Linked DNA regions of Zea mays: regions 1 and 3 are each linked to region 2. A link is a contact called in public Hi-C data. All regions are on one chromosome and are shown on one strand. The core of a region is the stretch at or near the end of the contact, and the rest is flanking DNA. Distances in the headings are between cores, read along the strand shown.

What was found. A called contact is a pair of places that touch in the nucleus more often than the background predicts.
Region 1: a Hi-C map of endosperm shows a contact between it and region 2, with 3 times the contacts expected there. The contact joins the promoter of LOC100191965 here to the promoter of LOC100285405 in region 2. A contact is called at or near these places in 3 of 25 Hi-C or Micro-C datasets (bundle sheath, endosperm and leaf) and 1 of 3 datasets of contacts at active chromatin or transcription factors (leaf).
Region 3: a contact with region 2 is called in a Hi-C map of leaf mesophyll, with 2.1 times the contacts expected there. The contact joins the promoter of LOC100283846 here to the promoter of LOC100285405 in region 2. A contact is called at or near these places in 9 of 25 Hi-C or Micro-C datasets (bundle sheath, ear, endosperm and 4 more).

The regions. Positions count from the first base shown.
Region 1 is chr1:280,455,363-280,458,369 of Zm-B73-REFERENCE-NAM-5.0, reverse strand. LOC100191965 reads right to left here and starts at 1,326. Exons shown (of 1, transcript NM_001137389.1): 1 at 274-1,326. The coding sequence starts at 1,216. The coding sequence ends at 500.
Region 2 is chr1:280,300,488-280,303,535 of Zm-B73-REFERENCE-NAM-5.0, reverse strand. LOC100285405 (endo-1,4-beta-glucanase Cel1) reads left to right here and starts at 1,745. Exons shown (of 6, transcript NM_001158298.3): 1 at 1,745-2,279; 2 at 2,517-2,824; 3 at 2,982-3,048. The coding sequence starts at 1,904.
Region 3 is chr1:280,477,264-280,480,345 of Zm-B73-REFERENCE-NAM-5.0, reverse strand. It overlaps LOC100283846, which reads left to right and starts at 1,782. Exons shown (of 6, transcript NM_001412592.1): 1 at 1,782-2,089.

The DNA of each region.
Region 1 (3,007 bases), core at 77-2,576, 160 kb before region 2:
TGATGCCGAACTGGATCGAGACCGCAAGTTAGGGATGATGTTCAATAAAATTAGCGAACCAACACTGTCCAACACTGTCGAGAAGAGGAGAAAAACTACTAGTAAATGAACAGCCAACTTTACACGGCGCAATCCAAACCGATGGAATCGTAATCATGTCGTCACTAGCCTTGCAACGAAAGCAAGAGAGGTTGCAATAGATGAGGAGATCCGAAAATTTCGGAGTAGGCAATGAATTAACTGTAATTTGCCTCGAAGAATCGCTTCTTGATTGAATAAGCGAAGAACGCCAGTAAGAATTACAGCCAATAATCTGTACACATGATCTCCAACTCCAATTCAGGGAGAAACAGAACTGAACGAAAAGATTTGATGGATTCTGATTTCGCGTGCTTCTCTTCCTCGTTCTTGCCAGCGAAGAGGACCCATCGTCATTGCGTTTGGTCCTTGGCGCATCTAATACTATCAGTCCAGTGGTAGCCGAGGCCACGGGTGGCGGCTATCGGCGGCCGGCGAGGCGGTTGAGCCAGGCGTTGCGGAGCTGGAGCTCGACGGGGTCGCCGAAGCACTTGGCCCGCGCGAGGCAGAAGTGCGTGCAGAACCCGGCCGACGAGCGCACGCGGCAGGTGTCGAGCACGTAACACGAGGCGTGCTCCATGCCGCGCGCCTGCACCACCAGCCCCCACACCTGCCGCGCCGCCTCCGACGCCGAGGCGCCGCCGTCCACGGCCACGGCCGCCACCTGCTCGACCAGGATGACCCCGTCCGGCCTCCGCTGCCCGCCCATCCCCCACCGGCGCCGCACGTCCGGCCAGCTCTCCGGCGCCGCGGTCTCCCGCCGCACCGTCACGTGCTCGCCGTCGCCGTCGCCGCTGCTGAACAGGTGCACCAGGAACGGCGCCTCGCCTATGTGCCGCACGATCTCCGCGATCGACTCCCGTATCCACCCGTCCACCTTCTCCTCCCCGACCTTCTCCAACACCTCATCCTCTTCTCTGCCGAACACGGTCCCCGACAGTACCTCCACCTCCCGCCGCTGGAGCTGCAGGCCGCCGCGGGGCACGTCCGCGACCGCCGCACGCAGGCGCACCGATGGCGCCCGCCGCGTCGGCACGGGCACGAGCGACGCAGGCACCCGCGATCGCGCCCGAGGCAGCGCCACCGACGACGACGGCGACGCTGGCCCGTAGCCCCGCACGGTAGGCGGCGCCGCCATCGCGCACGGCACCACCGATCGGACCGCCCGCGACCTCTTGCGACAGGTTGATGGTTCGAGGCGCCGGGAGTGGTGGCGAGACCGGTGGCAATCCGAAGTAGAAGTAGCACGAGCCGAGACGAGTCACCGGCGACGAACGGGTGGTGCGCGTAGAAATAGGTTGGGCGGGGGGAGCGATGTGGATTGGCGGAGCCGGCACGGCAGAGGTCTCCGAGGCGCAACCGCCCTGTTGCTTCCTGGAACGGCTCGGTTGCACGCGCGGCGTCCTACGTGGACGCAAGTTTGGGATCCCGTGCGAGCGAGAAGATTCTGTGGGTGGGTTTGCGGCCGACCGGTGGTCCGCTATTGGTGCAGATCCGTGCGTGGTGTAATGCGAGGCGAGGGAGCGTGGGGCGCGCGCACTCGCGCGCCGCGGCACGCTCCGGCACGCAGCGGGCGGGAGGCGGGAAGGGGGTTTGCTCGAGCCACGGTGGACGGGGTGGACAGGTCAGCGCGCCGCGGCTAGGACACGTCGGATGGGTGGAGGTGTTTCGGCGTTCCGCTTCCCAGAGTTGGAGAGTAATGAAAACTATGTTAGAACTCAGTGGTAACGAGATTGAGATAAATGACAGAGACAATCACTGTTTTGTATTCCACAGATCATTACACTTATATACAAGTGAAGGGGTGTATCCCAAGGGGTGTGTCCCTTGGAGAAAACTGTCGCACCCCTTGGATTGATCACATATGTAATATTTTGTAACACTCCTCCTTGATCAATCCAACTTCATTTGATGATCTGTCAGCTGTTCTTTCAAGATCTTATCTCCTCAAAAACCCTGTGGGAAAAATAAGGAGTACACAATGTCTTTTGGATTATGAGTAAAACTCATATTAAACTTCCAAAAGAAAAATATGCTTGTAATCATCATGCATAAAAACCCTGTGGGGAAAAGTTAATGATGAAGCATATAGCTTAGTTGATATTACCTCGTTAAAAACTTTGGATGAGAAAACCTTAACAAGGCAAAACTCATACAAAGAAAAGAGTGTAATATGATGGTACAAAACAGGTCGAATATCACGGAGAATTACTCCCCCTGATCTTGCAAGCACTTAAGTCTTCTCATACCAATCACCTCAACACATTTCTGAAAACGTTGAGTATGGTAGAGATTTTGTAAATAGATCAGCAAGATTATCACAAAACTTTGTTTGCAAGATGTTAATATTTCCATTTTCCTGTTTCCATCTGAACAACACAAGCTCAATTATCCTTATGGATAATGGTCAGTGGTTCAATTGAACCACAGTATGACATTGTTCTCCAATGGACCTCTAGCCCAAAGAACAATAACATGTCTATAGTCATCATCTCAAAAACCCCCATGGGGAAAATAAATGATGATACATATAACTCAGGCTAATATTTCTCCAAGATAATCTAGTCAGAAAATCCGAGAAATCAACATATCAGCCGAGTCTCCTTAAAAACCTAACGGGAAAAATAAGGAGAGTAGTCATACTCTATTGTTGATTCATTTGAACTCTAGGGAGATAAACTCATCACCTAGTTCAAATGCAACAATAACTATGCCATAATGTATCATCCTCGAAAACCTCTATGGGAAAAATAGATGATACGACATAGGCCTTGTGTTGATGTTGCCTCGTTAAAAACTTTGAATGAGAAACTCAATCAGGTAAAAACTCATACAAAGAAAAGAGTACAACATGATGTAGATACAAGTTCTTCCGATCAAGAGAAAACTCCCCCTGATCTTTGCAAAACACTAAGTCATCCCATACCTA
Region 2 (3,048 bases), core at 496-2,995:
AACGTAACCCCACATTGTGACGACTGACAGAGAGGGGAATGTGACCCTGACCCCTCACCACGCCACAGGCCAGCACCGTTTCCCGCCGCGCGCGTCGCCCGGGGCGCACCTAATATTTTTTTTCCCCACACGAGACAAGGTGACTTCTATCGCAATGCTACTAGTGTGCGGTACACGCCAGTTAGTAGTAGTAGTACATGGCACGACAACCAGTGGCATATCCATGACCACTGCGAACAGCCGCCGATGGCGTGTAATCAGCGCCTCATATTTCTCCTGATCTCTCCTTAAATTATACTAAAAACGCATAAAGTGTGTGTGACTATACATCTTTAAAAGAACCATTAGATATTGGCAAAGTTGGTTCCCGTAGGCCGTAGCCTAGTGGGCAACCTAGATAGGAATCTCGTTTCAGTTTAATACACGCATCTAATTAAGCAGACAATGCATGTCCGAGACATGGTCTGAGCCTGAGCTCTGGTGTTGACTGCTGTTTTCTTCTCTCCCTGACCTATAAGAGCAGTCTTAACCCTCCACGGTATCCAATTTCTATAACATTAATTTAACTGTGATATAAACTAAAAGATGATGTGGCAAACAATTAAATAAAGAAAGAGTAAGAAACTGGGTCTTGTATAAGACTTGGTTTCAACACGATATCTAAATCACAACGAAAAGAAGTATTAAATTCAGTTAATTAATATTGATATTTATATTGAAGAGGTAGTGTCTAGCAGTAGTTTCTAAATGATGTGTAGGCTATAGAAACTATAAGTAGTGTTTTAGGTTCGGACTGCTCGAATGCAGCAGGCAGCAGCTCTCGTTAAACTGTGCACTAGATAATAAAAGGGGTCTGGCTACGGATTTTCTAATTACTTTTTTTTAGGAGATGCCCCTAGTGTAGCAGTACCACTATTACTGAATGCGTCGCGCTCGAGCCTTTGAATTGATGAGGGACGACGGACGGTTACCGCTTTGCAAAGGGAAAGCAAAACAAAGCAGATGGGAGACAAGTTAATAATGCCGTCGCTTTCATGCATTATTGTCCCCCAATCTATCTTTGTCGCTTACTACACCTTTCATGAGGCGGGCGCGTACAACAACTGTGCCCCCGCGGTGATCTACGGTAGTGAAAAGTTATTAATAACAACAACCTATCCTCCCTTTTCTTATATAACCACCCAAATACACACAGTAACGTAGCTTACAACTACCGCGCGGTTCTCCTGCGTGCTGAATTGCTTTGCAGCTATAGCAGAGGTTCCAAACAGTGCAGGAAGCGTGCGAGTTCGTCGAGCCTCGAGCGGAAGCCTCGGTGGGGTTCGATTCGTCGGCGCATGACCGGAAGCCGCCTCTTGTACGTCTCCCTCTTTTTGTACCCATGCCTATATGCAATCACGCAAATGCGCTCCGCCTGCATAGAGACAGTAGAGAGCGGGCAGGCCCCACACCAGCGCGGACGCGCATAGGCGCAGCAGAACCCACCCTCCCTCCCTCACCCTGTGACACGGCGCGGGGCACCCACCCCACCCGTCGGTCGATAGCGCAGTGCGCAGCGGCAACGACAGAGGAGACAGACACGAGTGGGTGTGCGAGCATTCAGGCGAAGCCGATCACCCTCGCCCAGCCCAAAGGGTCGGCGGGCAGGCGAAAGCAACGCCCCAACCACCTGATCCCTCCACCCCATCGCACGCCATAACAAAGCAGAGCGCCACGCCACCACCACCCCAGCTCACTCGTGCCGTGCACTCGACCCGTCCCCCCTCCCTCCACTCGATCCACCCGCCAAGACCTCCCATTGCCGCCGCCGAGCCAGCCAGGGGGGGAGAAGAGAGGCCAGCCGCGTCGCGGCGGGCGGAGGAGGAGGACGAGCGGGAGAGCCGAGCCGAGCCGGCCGGGCAGGATGTTCGGGCGGGACCCCTGGGGCGGGCCGCTGGAGATCTCCAACGCCGACTCGGCGACGGACGACGACCGGAGCCGCGACCTGGACCGGGCGGCGCTGATGCGGCAGCTGGACGAGACGCAGCAGAGCTGGCTCCTGGCCGGGCCCGGCGACCAGGCCGGCAAGAAGAAGAAGCGGTACGTCGACCTCGGCTGCGTCGTCGTCGACCGTAAGGTCTTCATGTGGACCGTCGGCACCATCCTCGGCCTCGGCGTCTTCATCGGCTTCGTCATCATGATCGTCAAGCTCGTCCCGCACAAGCGCCCCCCGCCGCCGCCGCCCGACCAGTACACGCAGGCGCTGCACAAGGCGCTCATGTTCTTCAACGCGCAGCGATGTGAGTCGTCTGCTCTGAATTCTCAATTCTCCTGTCAGATCCGGCCGGGTTTTGCGTCAGATACATGTCTTTGTTGCTTCAGTACTCCTGTCATACATTTTTTTGACACCAACAGACTCCACATGGGAGATTCGTAAAAGCGATTAAAATTGACGGAGAGAACGAGTGCTGTGCTGCACCGACAGAAATTCCCCGTTTTCGCCTGCTCACTCACGACGCGTCTTCTGGAAATGTCAGCCGGCCCGCTGCCGAAGCACAATGGCGTGAGCTGGAGGGGCAACTCCTGCATGAAGGACGGCCTCTCCGACAGCACCGTCCGCCGGAGCCTGGTCGGAGGCTTCTACGACGCGGGGGACGCCATCAAGTTCAACTACCCCATGGCATGGTCCATGACCATGCTCAGCTGGAGCGTGATCGAGTACAGGGCCAAGTACGAGGCCATCGGCGAGCTCGACCATATCAGGGAGCTCATCAAGTGGGGAACGGACTACATCCTCAAGACCTTCAATTCGTCTGCCGACACGATAGACAGGATCGTCGCTCAGGTTGGTAGCAACAACAATAGATCATCTTGGCGGCTGATTTGCTCTGTCGTGCAAAGCAACTGGTCATCAGATCCAGTACCTTGGCATCCTTTCTACAGCACACATCTGCGGACAGCAGACCGCTGACTCCCGTATCAACACTTCTCAATGCGTGCAGGTGGGTGTAGGTGACACCTCTAAAGGCAGCAGTCAGCCTAACGACCATTACTGCTGGATGAGGCCAG
Region 3 (3,082 bases), core at 533-3,032, 180 kb before region 2:
ATTGTTTCTCATAACCAGTGGCAATGGCGGGTAAATAACTCAAAACTCCATTACTAGGTTGCTTTTTTGGAGTTTTCAGAGCAGCAAAAGAGGTACTCCAAAAAATTGTACTGCAGCTCCAAAAACTCCATAGAGTTTACAACTCTGGAGTTAGGGTGTTTGGCATGCTCTGGCCAGCTCCTCCTTGGAGTTTTGCTCTGGAGCCATGCCAAACAGGCCCTTTATTAGCACTCTGGTTTACACCAAACCAAACCATGTGCGATTTTCTGCGGGCTCAGAAAGTAACGTCCTGATAAGCTTTCTCGCCGACGTTGAGGGCGGAGTGGTGGCGCGGCCACGGCCGGCAACCGCCCGTTCCGCGGCTGGGAGTCTACCGGCCCGGCCTCCCTCCTCTCCCTCTCCCTCCGCCGTTATGCCTGGTCCCCGGCGTTCTCGGCCGCTCGTGGTCGCGGCCTCGCGGGCAGGCACGGTATGGGTACTACACTACTACTACGAGGCGAGGCTGCTACGTACGCACTCGCACCTTGCAGCCTACGTCGATAATCCAATCCAAGCCGTGTACGCTGCCGGCAGCCACGACGTCCACGTACGGAACTTCGTCGGTGGGAACTGGGAAGTGGCTAGTGGGTAGTGCCACACAAGACTAGCTAGCTAGCGTAGCCGAGCGATGTGTGTTTCCGTGACTCGGAGCCGTGAAAGCGAAACCGTCACTGCTTCGGTGTCTTGGGGCTAGGAATCCGCCGAATGCGTTACCATCGCCGTGGAGAGTGAAAACGCAGCGAATCGGTCCAGCTATTCAGGGAGGGCAACAGCACGCTCGCGTAGGAGCAGTAGGGGCCAGAGACGGACGGGACGAGCTTGGCGCGACCACACAGGCGCAGATGAACGATCCAATGCAGCCGGCGGCGGCGGCCAAGATATTTTCGGCGCCACCACCACCACCAGCAGCGGATAATAACAGCGACGACAAACTCAGAGAGGAAGGGAGGAGTGGGTAGCCGTGTCACCAACGGCTGGGCTGGCAGAACGTCGGCATCAGAGGTCGCACGTCACGTCACGCGCGCCCGCCGCCGTCACCGTCCCTCCGCTCCATCTGTTGGCGTCCCGCCCCCAGGAAGACGCAGGACCCATCCCGTTCTGTTCTTCTCGTCGTCGTCCCGACTCCCGCCCGGTTCCTGACCCGACGAGGCACCGGGACGGCGACGCCTGTTTTGTTTACGCGCGCTCGTGACGCCGACGCCGACGCGCACCGGCCCTGTCTGGCCCCGTGCACTGCCCCGCCAGCCACGGAGCCACCCTCCTGTGCCCTGTCCTTTTGTGGGTTGGGTTGCGTCCTCTCTAATCCTTGGCGCCTGCGGTCAGTCATGATTGATTATTACGCTAGTGGAGTAGTGGTAGGCACTGCCCACTGCCGGGATCCGTTGCTCCGCCTCCGCGCATCAATGCATGCTCTTCGTCACCCCGGGACTCCTCCCTACGCGCAGGCGCAACAGCGATGGACTTCACTTCTCGGCCCGTGGTTTTCTTCTGCTCACCGTCCGGTGCGCAACGGCTGACTGACCGCTGACAAGCCGGAACAAAAAAAAAAGATAGATAGATGGATAATCTAGCGCTGCGCAGTGCTGCAGGTGCGCCACCCGGCTGCTCCTCATTAGCTCTGTCAAATAATGAAAAAAATATACTTCCTGATAAACAAAATCAATCTTTTTCTTCGAAAAAAAGAGATAAATAAATCAGTCACAACCACCGTTAATTTACATTTTAATCAATTTATTATTATAAAAAAACGTATACTCAGTTACCTTAGAATTATTCGACTCATAAAGAAAAGAAAAAAAAAGGAAAAGCGAAAGAGGAGACAGGGCCATCTGGATAAGACCGGCGGCACATGACTTCACGGCTCCCCACACGCAGAGGCTCGTCGCTTTTATTAAATCAGCGCTCGTCGCCACGCACCCTCGCCTCCCCAGCGTAACAAGTGTCCTTCCTCCATCTTCCTCCTCCACTCCACTCCCAAGTCCCCACCACCCCCAACCCCGTCTCTCCACTGCGGCGCAGGCTTCGCTTCGGCTCCGCTCGGCTCGAGCAGGTAAAGCACCAGAAGAACCCAACACCCTTTTTGCTTAAGCCTATGCTAAACGGGGGAGATCGATGCCCCCCCAACCGTGAACTCTGCCTGCTCTGCAAGTCTAGAGGAGCCTTGAGAGGCGTTTCCGGTGGAACTAGTGTTACCTGCTTTGGATCGGGGTAAAGCTAAGCTACAGCTACCCGTGCGTTGCCGTTGAGAGCGTCCTTTCTGGCTTTCTCGCTCTAGATTTCTACACGGGATGGTCTGCTCCTGCTCGTATTACGCTGTAAAAGAACGTGAGCTAGCGTATCTGCTCGCCCGTTTCGTACCAAAAGGAAGAAAAAAAAAAGACAAGTTTTTTCCGCGAGGAAAGCTAGCTCGACGTTTACGGTGGTCTCGCTTTGTGAGAAGACTATTATCCCTTTTTTTCCCCCTTGGTTTCTTCACGGTCTGCTCTCTTCCTCTGCGAGGAACTCTGCTCTTGGTTTATACAGTAGAAGGAGATGAGGTTTTAGGCAAAGAAAAGAAGAGAGAACGTTGCTGGGTAGCAAATGGGACGAAAGACGACGAAAGGACATGTTCTACTTCGCTTCTCTGGCTATTCAGTGCCTGATCTGTTCATTCCCCGCTAGAGGATCCATGTTCTCATTTGTTTGGCTATTAGCTGTGGCCTGAGGCACCGTATCGAATATCGATGCCTTCCGTTTGGTATCTTTATCGGTGCACATAGACTGCTTATTCGCTTTTTACCCCTCCCCTCGCAGTAGATGCAGATCGAGTTTGTATCTACAGCCTCTGATAGAGGAGGGGGTGGAGTTTTCCTTCTTTCCTTTGTTTTCCGTTGGCGCTGTTTAGAGATTTCAGTTTTGTATCGGTGAGGCGGCCTGCTGCATTACTGCTTTTTAAAACTTTCTTCTTCTTCTTCTGTTAAAAGAAAACAAAAAACTCTACTTGGCTCAGAATTGTTTCCGAGACAGGCATGAGTTTATGATTCGTTTGTTCGTATCTGCAATG